Regions from separate parts of the Macaca mulatta genome. Here region 1 is linked to region 2. Evidence: chromatin contacts called from public Hi-C data. All regions are on one chromosome and are shown on one strand. The core of a region is the stretch at or near the end of the contact, and the rest is flanking DNA. Distances in the headings are between cores, read along the strand shown.

Evidence for each region. Hi-C and Micro-C count contacts between places; a contact is called where the count stands out from the background.
Region 1: a Hi-C map of fetal cortex germinal zone shows a contact between it and region 2, with 4 times the contacts expected there. The contact joins the promoter of PSMC6 here to the promoter of TXNDC16 in region 2. A contact is called at or near these places in 3 of 14 Hi-C or Micro-C datasets (fetal cortex germinal zone, fetal cortical plate and liver).

What each region holds. Positions count from the first base shown.
Region 1 is chr7:125,826,553-125,831,530 of T2T-MMU8v2.0, reverse strand. PSMC6 (proteasome 26S subunit, ATPase 6) reads right to left here and starts at 1,913. Exons shown (of 14, transcript XM_028851551.2): 1 at 1,505-1,913; 2 at 627-706; 3 at 494-533; 4 at 205-257. The coding sequence starts at 1,898.
Region 2 is chr7:125,680,556-125,685,031 of T2T-MMU8v2.0, reverse strand. It overlaps TXNDC16 (thioredoxin domain containing 16), which reads left to right and starts at 2,028. Exons shown (of 21, transcript XM_015143696.3): 1 at 2,028-2,217. GPR137C (G protein-coupled receptor 137C) reads right to left here and starts at 1,696. Exons shown (of 7, transcript XM_077941031.1): 1 at 941-1,696. The coding sequence starts at 1,384.

The sequences.
Region 1 (4,978 bases), core at 664-3,163, 150 kb before region 2:
ATACAGTAGCAAGTACAGAATGCTAGGAGTCAAAGCCCATGGTTTGAATTCAGGCTTTGTTAATAACTAGCTATGTCTGAACAAATCATCCTTGTGAGTTATGGGAATAAATGCCCGACCTGCTTGCCTCAAGAATTAGAGACAATAACTTACATGAAACTACTTTTGTCAATCATCAGGCCCTATACAAATATAAAGTCTTACCTGTCGACGACAACCCACAACATATCTTGGTCCATTGGTAGCTTTAACAATGACTAGAAGAAAAAACATAAAAGAACTAATTGAAAAATAGAAAGTAAAAAAATACATATCCACGTTGATAGAGGGTTTAGTTGTATTTCTGTCCTCCAAGAAGACATTAGTTGAAGGAAAACTTAAGTCTATGCAAAAATACTATCTCTCTGCATTATTGTCATTAAAATAGTAAGCATTTCAAAAGTTAGAGAGAGGTGGGCTATTTCTTTACTAATTAATGAGTTAATTCACTCACATTTTTCTTCAGTTAACTGTTTAAGCACTTCACCCACAATCTAAGGAAGAAAATAAAAAGCATTACTTTTTGGCAACAGCTAAATAAAAAAGCAAATTACCATGACCCCTATTCCCCAAACTCCATTACCTACCTGCCCGACACTTTGTAGGGCCTTCAGATCATTCTCAGACTTTTCGTACTGCTTGGTAAGTTCTTTTAATTGTTCCCTTACTGAAATAATACAATTTGAACATTTATAATTGAACAGTAATCTTAGTGTGTTTAAGTGGCTACTTCTCACTTTACTGTTTACGTAAGTCTATTTCACTTTACCTAAGTTTCCCATCCACTATTTCAAACCATACAAGACATAATGCTGTTTGTAATGAGTAGGTGGCATGTATAACAACAAAATGTTACAGAGAAAGCACCATATTTTTATTTTCTTGATTGGCAATACTTGTTTAAGCACATCTTAAGTTATATTCTTAACAGATATTGACACCCTGACACACTTAGCATTTGCGACTACAAATCCGAATGATAATCAGACCCTTCCTCACCTCTTCACCTACCCACTTGGATTATTCTCTGATATTCTACCCTAAATAAAGTCAACAAATGCAGTTCTCCACAGAATCATTTAATTATGGTCCTCCTTCATTTAATTAAACCACTCATGCATTTCAATGAAAATGAAAAAAAAGTTAAGCACTCAGGAGGTAAGGGAAATTTGTATGCCTGATACAGTACAACACGAAACACGACAAAAGACGATATGGGTTATTATGACAACTGGAACACTTCTCTCCAAAGCTCCGCGGCCGTCTTTCGACTCCAAGAACAAGCCGACTCCCTGAGTCTCATCTCTTGTTTGAGCTTGCTTGACTCAAGCGCCTTTCCCTCTTCAAGTCCCGGGACTCCACCAGCACTACCCTCCTTGCACCCTAACCTGGGAAACATCCTCGGCCCACTTCCCCGCTCCTCCTCTACTTCTTTTTCATTTCCACCTCAAGGCCGTTCTGTCACCTGGGCTGAACTGGTCCTTTTCTACACGCGAAGGAGTGCTGCTCCACAAGCTCAGGGCCGGATGACAAAGCGCCTTGTCCCTCACCGAGGCCTGGTCATCTCTAAGGCTCGGTTGCTGGGCTCGGCCAAAGGCTTCTACTTTGTCAGAGGCAGAAGCGAATCGAGGCACTTGATTACATGGAAAGAAAGGTGCACTCACACTCCTTAAGACGGCCGTCGATCTCCTTGTGCTCAAGCAGCTTCTTGCGGTAGTCCTGAAGCGCCTTATCTCTAGGGTCCGCCATGATGAGAAGCCGTCTCTCATAGGGGATGCCGGGAATGGCCATGGCCGTCCGGGCGGGGGAAGGGGCGGGGCGAGGGACGAAACCCGGCCTGGAGGGGTGGGTTCGCCCATGAACCCGCCCCTTCCGGTTGGCCCCGCCTTTCTACTCCACTTCCACCTCTATGTCTCGGTTCACCTAGAGCGCCGACATACACTGAAAGAGGACTACGCCCACACCGTTTCCGGCAGGCCGAGATGGGTAAAGCAGGACTCAGTTATCTCGGTCTTCCCCTTAGAGGCCTCAGTATTAAGTCACTGCTGTCCCGGAAGTATAAAAGGCTCTGTAATAAACTGAGATGGAAGTTAAGTAGGGAATGTGTAATACCTCAAAAGAGTTCCGATGATGGCCTGTTGACACAACACAGATGGCCTTTGGTATAATACCAAAGACCTCCACGTGCTGGAGAAGTAGGCAGTTTTATCCATCCATTCAGTCAGTGAATGAGGTCTTAAAGGTAGATCTACTTATCATTTGGTGGGAAATTTTAAAAAAATCAGAGTTTAACAAATACTATGAAGGAATTAAAACACGGTAAGAAGTATGGTGGGAAGAATTAATCTAGAACAGATGTCTCAGATGAGAAGGAGCCAGCCTCGCAACAACTGAAGAAAACCTAAACAGTGCAAGTCCTGGAGTGGGGTGGGGCGGGGTGGGTAGAAAGCTTGGCTCACTTCCAGGAACAGAAAGGAGGCCAATGAGACCAGTAGGGGGTGGGTTGTAGAGATGTAGGGTACAAGATAAAGATGCTGAAGTAGGCTGAGGCAGGAACTTTGAAGTCTGAGAGAACTTTCAGATTTATTTGTTTATTTTTGAGATGAAGTCTCGCTCCAGCCGCACAGGCTGGAGTGCGGTGGCGCGATCTCGGCGCACTGCAACCTCCACCTCCCAGGTTCAAGCAATTCTCCTTCCTCAGCCTCTGGAGTAGCTGGGATTACAGGCCTGCGCCACCACGCCCAGCTAATTTTTGTATTTTTAGTAGAGAGGGGTTTTCGTCATGTTGGCCAGGCTGGTCTCGAAATCCTGACTTCAGGTGATCCACCCTCCTCATCCTCCCTTAGTGCTAGGATTACAGGTGTGAGCCACTGTGCCCGGCCAGTTTTTTATTGTTTTTTTTTTGTTTTTTTTTTTAACTATGCCTTGCTCTGTCACCCAAGCTGGAGTGCAGTGGCACAATCTCGGCTCACTGCAACCTCTGCCTCCCCAGTTCAAGCAATTGTCATGCCTCACCCTCTTGAGAAGCTGGGATTACAGGCGCCCACCAGCATTCTGGGCTCATTTTTGTATTTTCAGTAGGGATGGGGTTTCACCATATTGGCCAGGCTGGTCTCGAACTCCTGACCTCAAGTGATCCACCCGCCTCGGCCTTCCAAAGTGCTGGGATTACAGGCGTGAGCCACCATGCCTGGTCAACTTTCAGATTTTGTGATTTGGGGAAAATTACAGACTGCCTCAATATCTCTGTAAAATGATCATAATAGTTGCACTTTTCTAATAGGGTCATGGTATTAAATAGGATAATATGCCTAAACACAACGTCTGCTGCATAGTAAGTACTCAATAGTGTTCTTTTGAATACATATTTATTTTAAGGGTATTAATGACTCCCATTTTTGCAGTACAGTTCCTCGTTGCTATACCTCTTGCCATCATTGTTCCTGGGGACAATTAATTGTTGTCCAAAAAAAATGAGTAAAATTCTCCAAATGGATTCTGTTTGGTATATCCAATGGCCATGAATGTTTGAGTTTAAATATGTATATCCTAAATATACAAATAAAGTACAAATTTATGTAAATTAATGACCCAAAGTCACGTAAAGGATGCCTTCAAATTTATTAGGAACAATTCTCATGGGTATTGTGTGAATATTCCATTCTATTTTTCTTTTCTTTTTTTTTTTTTTTTTTTTTTTAAGATGAGTCTTGCTCTGTCGCCAGGCTGGAGTACAGTGGCGTGATCTCGGCTCACTGCAACCTCCATCTCCCGGGTTCAAGTGATTCTCCTGCCTCAGCCTCCTGAGTAGCTGGGATTACAGGCATGCACCACCATGCCTGGCTAATTTTTGTATTTTTAGTAGAGACGGGATTTCACCATGTTGGTCAGGCTGGTCTTGATCTCCTGATCTCATGATCCACCCACCTCAGCCTCCCAAAGTGCTGGGATTACAGGCGTGAGCCACCGTATTCTGCCAATTTTTCTAAATATGACTGGGTTCTTGCAGCATACAATGAACCAAGAAGCTGTATTGGGCAGAGATAGTCCCTTCTCCCACTCAGTTGCAACTACTCTGGTCAAACTAGTCCATCCATACCAAATTTGTAACGTCTGACATCAAGAAGTAAAGAAGAGAGGACAAGGCAGAGAAAGAAAGATAGTTCAGTTTAGCTCAATTTAACAAATATTTATGAGCACATACTGATAGGTTATTTTAACATTAATCACATCAATATTTTAAATTCCCTTAACCCTTGTTCTTTTTCTGTCACCCATCTGGCAGCATTTCAACTTCAGATGAATCTTCTATTTTCCCCATGCCTACACTAGCCCTGTTACTTTTTTTTTTTTTTTTTTTTTTTTTTTTATTTTGAGCAGGAGTCTCACTCTGTTGCCCAGGCTGGAGTGCAGTGGCGCGATCTCAGCTCGCTGCAGCCTCTGCCTCCCGGGATCAAGGGATTCTCCTGCTTCAGCCTCCCGAGTAGCTGGGACTACAGGTATGCGCCACCACACCCGACTAATTTTTGTATTTTTGGTAGAGATGAGGTTTCACCATGGTGGTCAGGCTGGTCTTAAATTCCTGAGCTCAGGTGATCCACCTGCCTAAGCGTCCCAAAGTACTGGGATTACAGGTCACTGCACCTGGCCGTTACTTTTTTATACATGCGTATAAGACTGTATTCCTCTCCATCTGAAAACATAGCTCAACTTGAATTATATATTCTTAAACATGACTAAATGTTTAGAGTCTTTTCCCTGCAGTGGACTGTAACCCCTTGGAAAACAAGGACTATGACTATTTATTTCTCCTGATTGGATCCCCAGTATCTAGCACAGTGTCTGAAGTAAAAGAGATACATGTATATTGAATGAATGAATATATCAGGCACCAAGATAGGTAAGCAGAGTTATAAAAAGACTAAGAAAAGTGACCAGT
Region 2 (4,476 bases), core at 779-3,278:
TATGGCTTAAATACCACAAGCTGACACACATGATTGACAATCTTACACTCCCAAACCTGTTTGAAATGGGTCAAATACCTAAGCGCTGCAGAACAATGCAATCCAACCAGCAATTCCCCATAAAAGAGAAAGGGGGTGTGATTAGGTTCCAGATATTAAGCAAGTTATTGCAAAAACAGTTTGGTGGTTTTGTTTCTGCAATAGGGACAGGTTGAGCTAGTATTTTTTTCTCTTAATAAGGTCCAAAAAAGACTATGCTATAGGAGGTAGGATAAACCACTAAAGCATGAAGCAACTGGGACAAACATTAAGGGCTTTATGGAGGTCCTTATCCTGATCCTCAGCATTGGTTATTGATCATCAACCCTGCTGGGGAACTATCGAACGAAATTTGCGTGAGGCTTATCGAGCCACAGGAAAGGAGATGCAGGAGGGAATATAAGCTTCTAATAAAAGAAACGCAGCAACAATAGCAGAGGAACAGCTCTGCCTGGTGACGTAATGGCTGGCAGCAGTCCAGCTTCAGCAGAGCTGCTGCTACCTCAGCATCCAACCTCCCTCAACACAGTCCGGCTTCGGCAGAGCCACCGGGGCTGCTACTTCTTGAGATGCCACTTTGTTGGTGCCACCAACGCCTTACCTCAGAGGGCCAGAACACCAAACAAAGGGTTCGTTCCGTTGCTGTTTTAAGTTGTCAGACACACACACTCTCACTCACTCACCCCCTAGCCCCGGACCCCTCAGTAATCGAGCCAATCAGCCACTTAAGTTTAGGACGAAAACACTGGCTCACACTCCAGGTGTGCCTCAGTTTCCCCAGGCTGGTTTCCAGTCCGCCTCTAGCTGCCCACCCCCCCGCCCCCGCTGGTCCTCAGCGGGAGTTGATCCCAGCGGCCCCGCGTACCCGCCCGGGCCCCGCATGCCGGCCCTCCTGCCTTACCTCCGCCAGGTAGAGGTTGAGGAGACAGAGCGTGGAGAACTGGAGACAGGAGGGGAAGCAGTAGAGCAGCCAGTGGGGGAAGAAGTGCAGGTGAGCGGGCGGCCGGAGCAAGGGCAGGGAGCCGCTGAGCGAGAAGGCGGCAGAGAAGAGGGTGGTCCTGAGCGCTGCCCACAGGAGACAGAGGAAGAGGCAGAGGCTCTGGTAACTCAGCCGCCGCTCGCGGTACAGGAGCAGCCGCCACAGCTGCAGGTAGGCAAAGGCGAACAGCGCGGCGTAGAGCAGGGCGTGCAGGACGCTCAGCGCCAATTGCACGGAGCCCGGCACCGCGGCGCCTGAGGCGGCAGCGACGGCGCCTCCGCCTCCGCCGCCCCCGCCGGGCGTGGAGGGCTCGCGGCCGGCCGCGGGGGCCGCAGCGGCCGCCGGACCCGGCACGGACACCCTCATGAGGGGGCTGGGGGCCGGGCGAGCGAGCGCGGGAAGGAAGGGGCTGGATTCGGAGCCGCCGTCGAAGGGGAGAAGGACTGCCCCCTTACCCCCCACCCACCCCAGCCTCTAACCCCAGGAAGCGCCGTGACGGGACCCGGAGTCCCGCGCAGAGCAGCCGCTGCTCCCCCCGACCCCGCCTCCTCTTTCCCCCCACCCCTCGGGGGTCTCGGCTCCTCCTGCTGCGGCTCGGCTCCGTAGCTGCAAAAAACAACTCTCGGCTGGAGACAATCAGCTGAGAAACCCGAGCATTTGAGGCGCTCGCTCCGCACTGTGGGCTCGCGCCGATTGGCCCGGCTAGGCACGCCCCCTGAGCGCCGTGCTCGGAAGGCCACGGGCCGCCGTACCCGTCGCTCGAGGGCCCCGAAATCTGATTGGGGGCTTAATTTTCCTACTTTCTCCCTCCCCTGTACTTCCCACCCACGCTGCTGATTGGACCTGCTACTGCACCGCCCGTTCGCGCCGGCGGGAGGACTCTGTAATCGTCTGTCACTCTCGCTCCGCCCACCGCGCTTCCCATTGGTTAGAGAATGCCTCACGTAGGGAGCACGAGGAGAAGGAGGAGCTTCGCAGGTTGTTTTTTGTCCGGGAGGCCGACTCTGTCGAGTCGGTGGCGGCCGCAGGCTGGGAAGGAGCGGTGCTACGCCTTAGCAGGTTGGCGAAGTGGTTCCAGGCTACCCGGCTAGTCTGGCACGGCCCGGCCTTCTGCCTCCTACTCCGTCGCGTGGCGGCGGGAACTGTTGGCCGCGCGGCCTCAGGAACGGCCTAGGTCCCCGTCCGCAGGTCCCGGGCAGGTAGGTGGCAGCGCCGGTCCTTCAGGCTGTGGGCTCTGCCTGCAGACCCGGGGATTCAGACGAAGCGGCTTTCTGTAGCCAGGGCTGCACTGCAGAGCTCCGGAGTCTGACTTAGGACACCCGCCTCTGGGGCACTGAAGGGCCTCACCTGGAGCCTCCTGAGGGCGTTTTACCTTCTGTTTTCGCTGTATGAACGGCGGGAAACACCGGAGCCCTTTGTGGGTCAAGGGGATGGAAAGGGGCAACGGGGAGAACCGGAGCTCTTAAGTGAAAGACACTTCCCTCCCAAGGGATATGTCTCTTAAGAAGGAGTAATAGTAGTGTCAGATGGATGTTGAAGCGATCTGTGAGCAGGGGGAAGCTCGTTCTTTCAAACGTAGAATTTGGGAAGATGCTCTGGGCTTCAGTTTTGGGAAAAAGGCAGAAACAGACTTGTTAGTCTGATGATTGCCTGGAGAGGAAGTAGAATATTCTGTACTGTTTAAATTCCACATGTATTGAAGCCCTTGGACCTGTGTATGGTAGATGGTGGCGCTATTCCTGGGGCTGAGAGAAAATACATGCTATGTTACTGCTGTAAAGAAGCGAGGAATAATCACATAGACTAATGTATATTAGGCCGGCACATAGTTGTTGATTTTTTTTTTCCTATTTGGGAATAAAATTAGCAAGTAGTGCAAAATTAAGAGGAAATAATTTGTTTTCTTTAGAATATACAGCACATTACGAATTCAATATCCTTGTGAAAGACATTGCCACGTCTATTGGAGCAACCAAGACCCAGCTTTCCTTACCTCACCATCCTTTGTCCTATGCTTTTTTGTTTTTCTTTTTTCGTGCAGGGTCTCGCTCTGTCACCCAGGCTGTAGTGACAGTTCACTGCAAACCTCCACCTCCTGGGCACAAGCAATCCTCCCACCTCAGCCTCCCAAGTAACTGGGACTACAGGTACTGGCGCCACCATGCCCGGCTGATTTTTTTTTTTTTTTTTTTTTTTTGGGAGAGACGAGGTTTCACTGTATTGTCCAGGCTGGCCTTTGTCGTATGCTTTGCCCAAGAAGAGTGGTGCTCTCTTTTTTTCCTAGCTAAATATTCCACAGGGAACTTTAAAGTCTATTTTTTAGAGTCTGGGATAGTCGTTTGTCCAGGTACCAGATACTAGTGTGGTTCGAGTTCCTTAGAGGTTTGCTGACAAACTGTAGTAGTAGATGTACAGGCCCCGCACTGTTACCTAGACATCCCTCAGATGAAACGTTCAGTTGAGCAGGTAGAGAGTGCAGTGTATGAGAGGGTACGGCTTGCTCTAAGAAGTTAATAGGCCTAATCCAACATCTGTGCTTTGGAGCAGGATTTTGTTTATTGGAACGTAAGAACTTCATCTCATGTGTTTTTAGAGAATGTGGTTAGGGCAGGACACAAGTCTCTTCAAATAGGAGACAGGATGCTCATGACAGCAGTGATGTAATTGATTGCAGTAATGTGCTTAATCATTTAAGCATAAAATCAGAGTTGTGTGGTTTTAGGCACTTGTCAAAATCAAGGGCACCGCATATTCTCTGCCATGGCCTATTTGCATCTTCCATAATCATTGATGTGCACATTTCAAGTCATCAATAGACTTTTACTATAAAAGTGTTTTTCTCCTGTATTCTCTGCTCAAAGTGATAGTAAACATCTGGATGGTACCTATACTAATTTTAGGTCTTTGTCTGTGAGACTTACCTGCCACCTGCCATGTGTCAGTAAAAGCAAATCTGGATAGCCTCCTCCTTTCTTCTTTTTTGGGGGATGGGAGTGTGTGTATAGAGTTGCGGGGTGAGGGTGCAGGTAGAGGATTTTTCTCCCAACTGCTTTGAAAAGGCTCTAAAGGGGAGAGATGTTGACCCCTTTTATTGCCTCCTTGGATCTGAAATGATAAACTGTGTTGAGATCTAATCAACATTTTATTTGAGGCTGGTTCAGTGAGCAGGTTCTGTTCTCCAGTAGCAGCATTAAACTAAGCAAGCTGACTTCAGACAGAATGTTCTTAGGCGTGAACTTTGTAAGCATTATATGCTCCATTTGTTGCAAAATAGGAAGTGTGTCTTTTTCCTGAGTATGATGGCCACAGATGTTGATACAATTTATTTAATAGTTATAGTTGTTAATTTCCTTCTTTTCTGAGAGGGAAAGCCATTAATTTTATGGTTAATCATAAGGGAATATTAGGCCTATAAAGGGGGAACTAACCAAGGGTTTCCTAGAAAAGCTTGGTGTCAG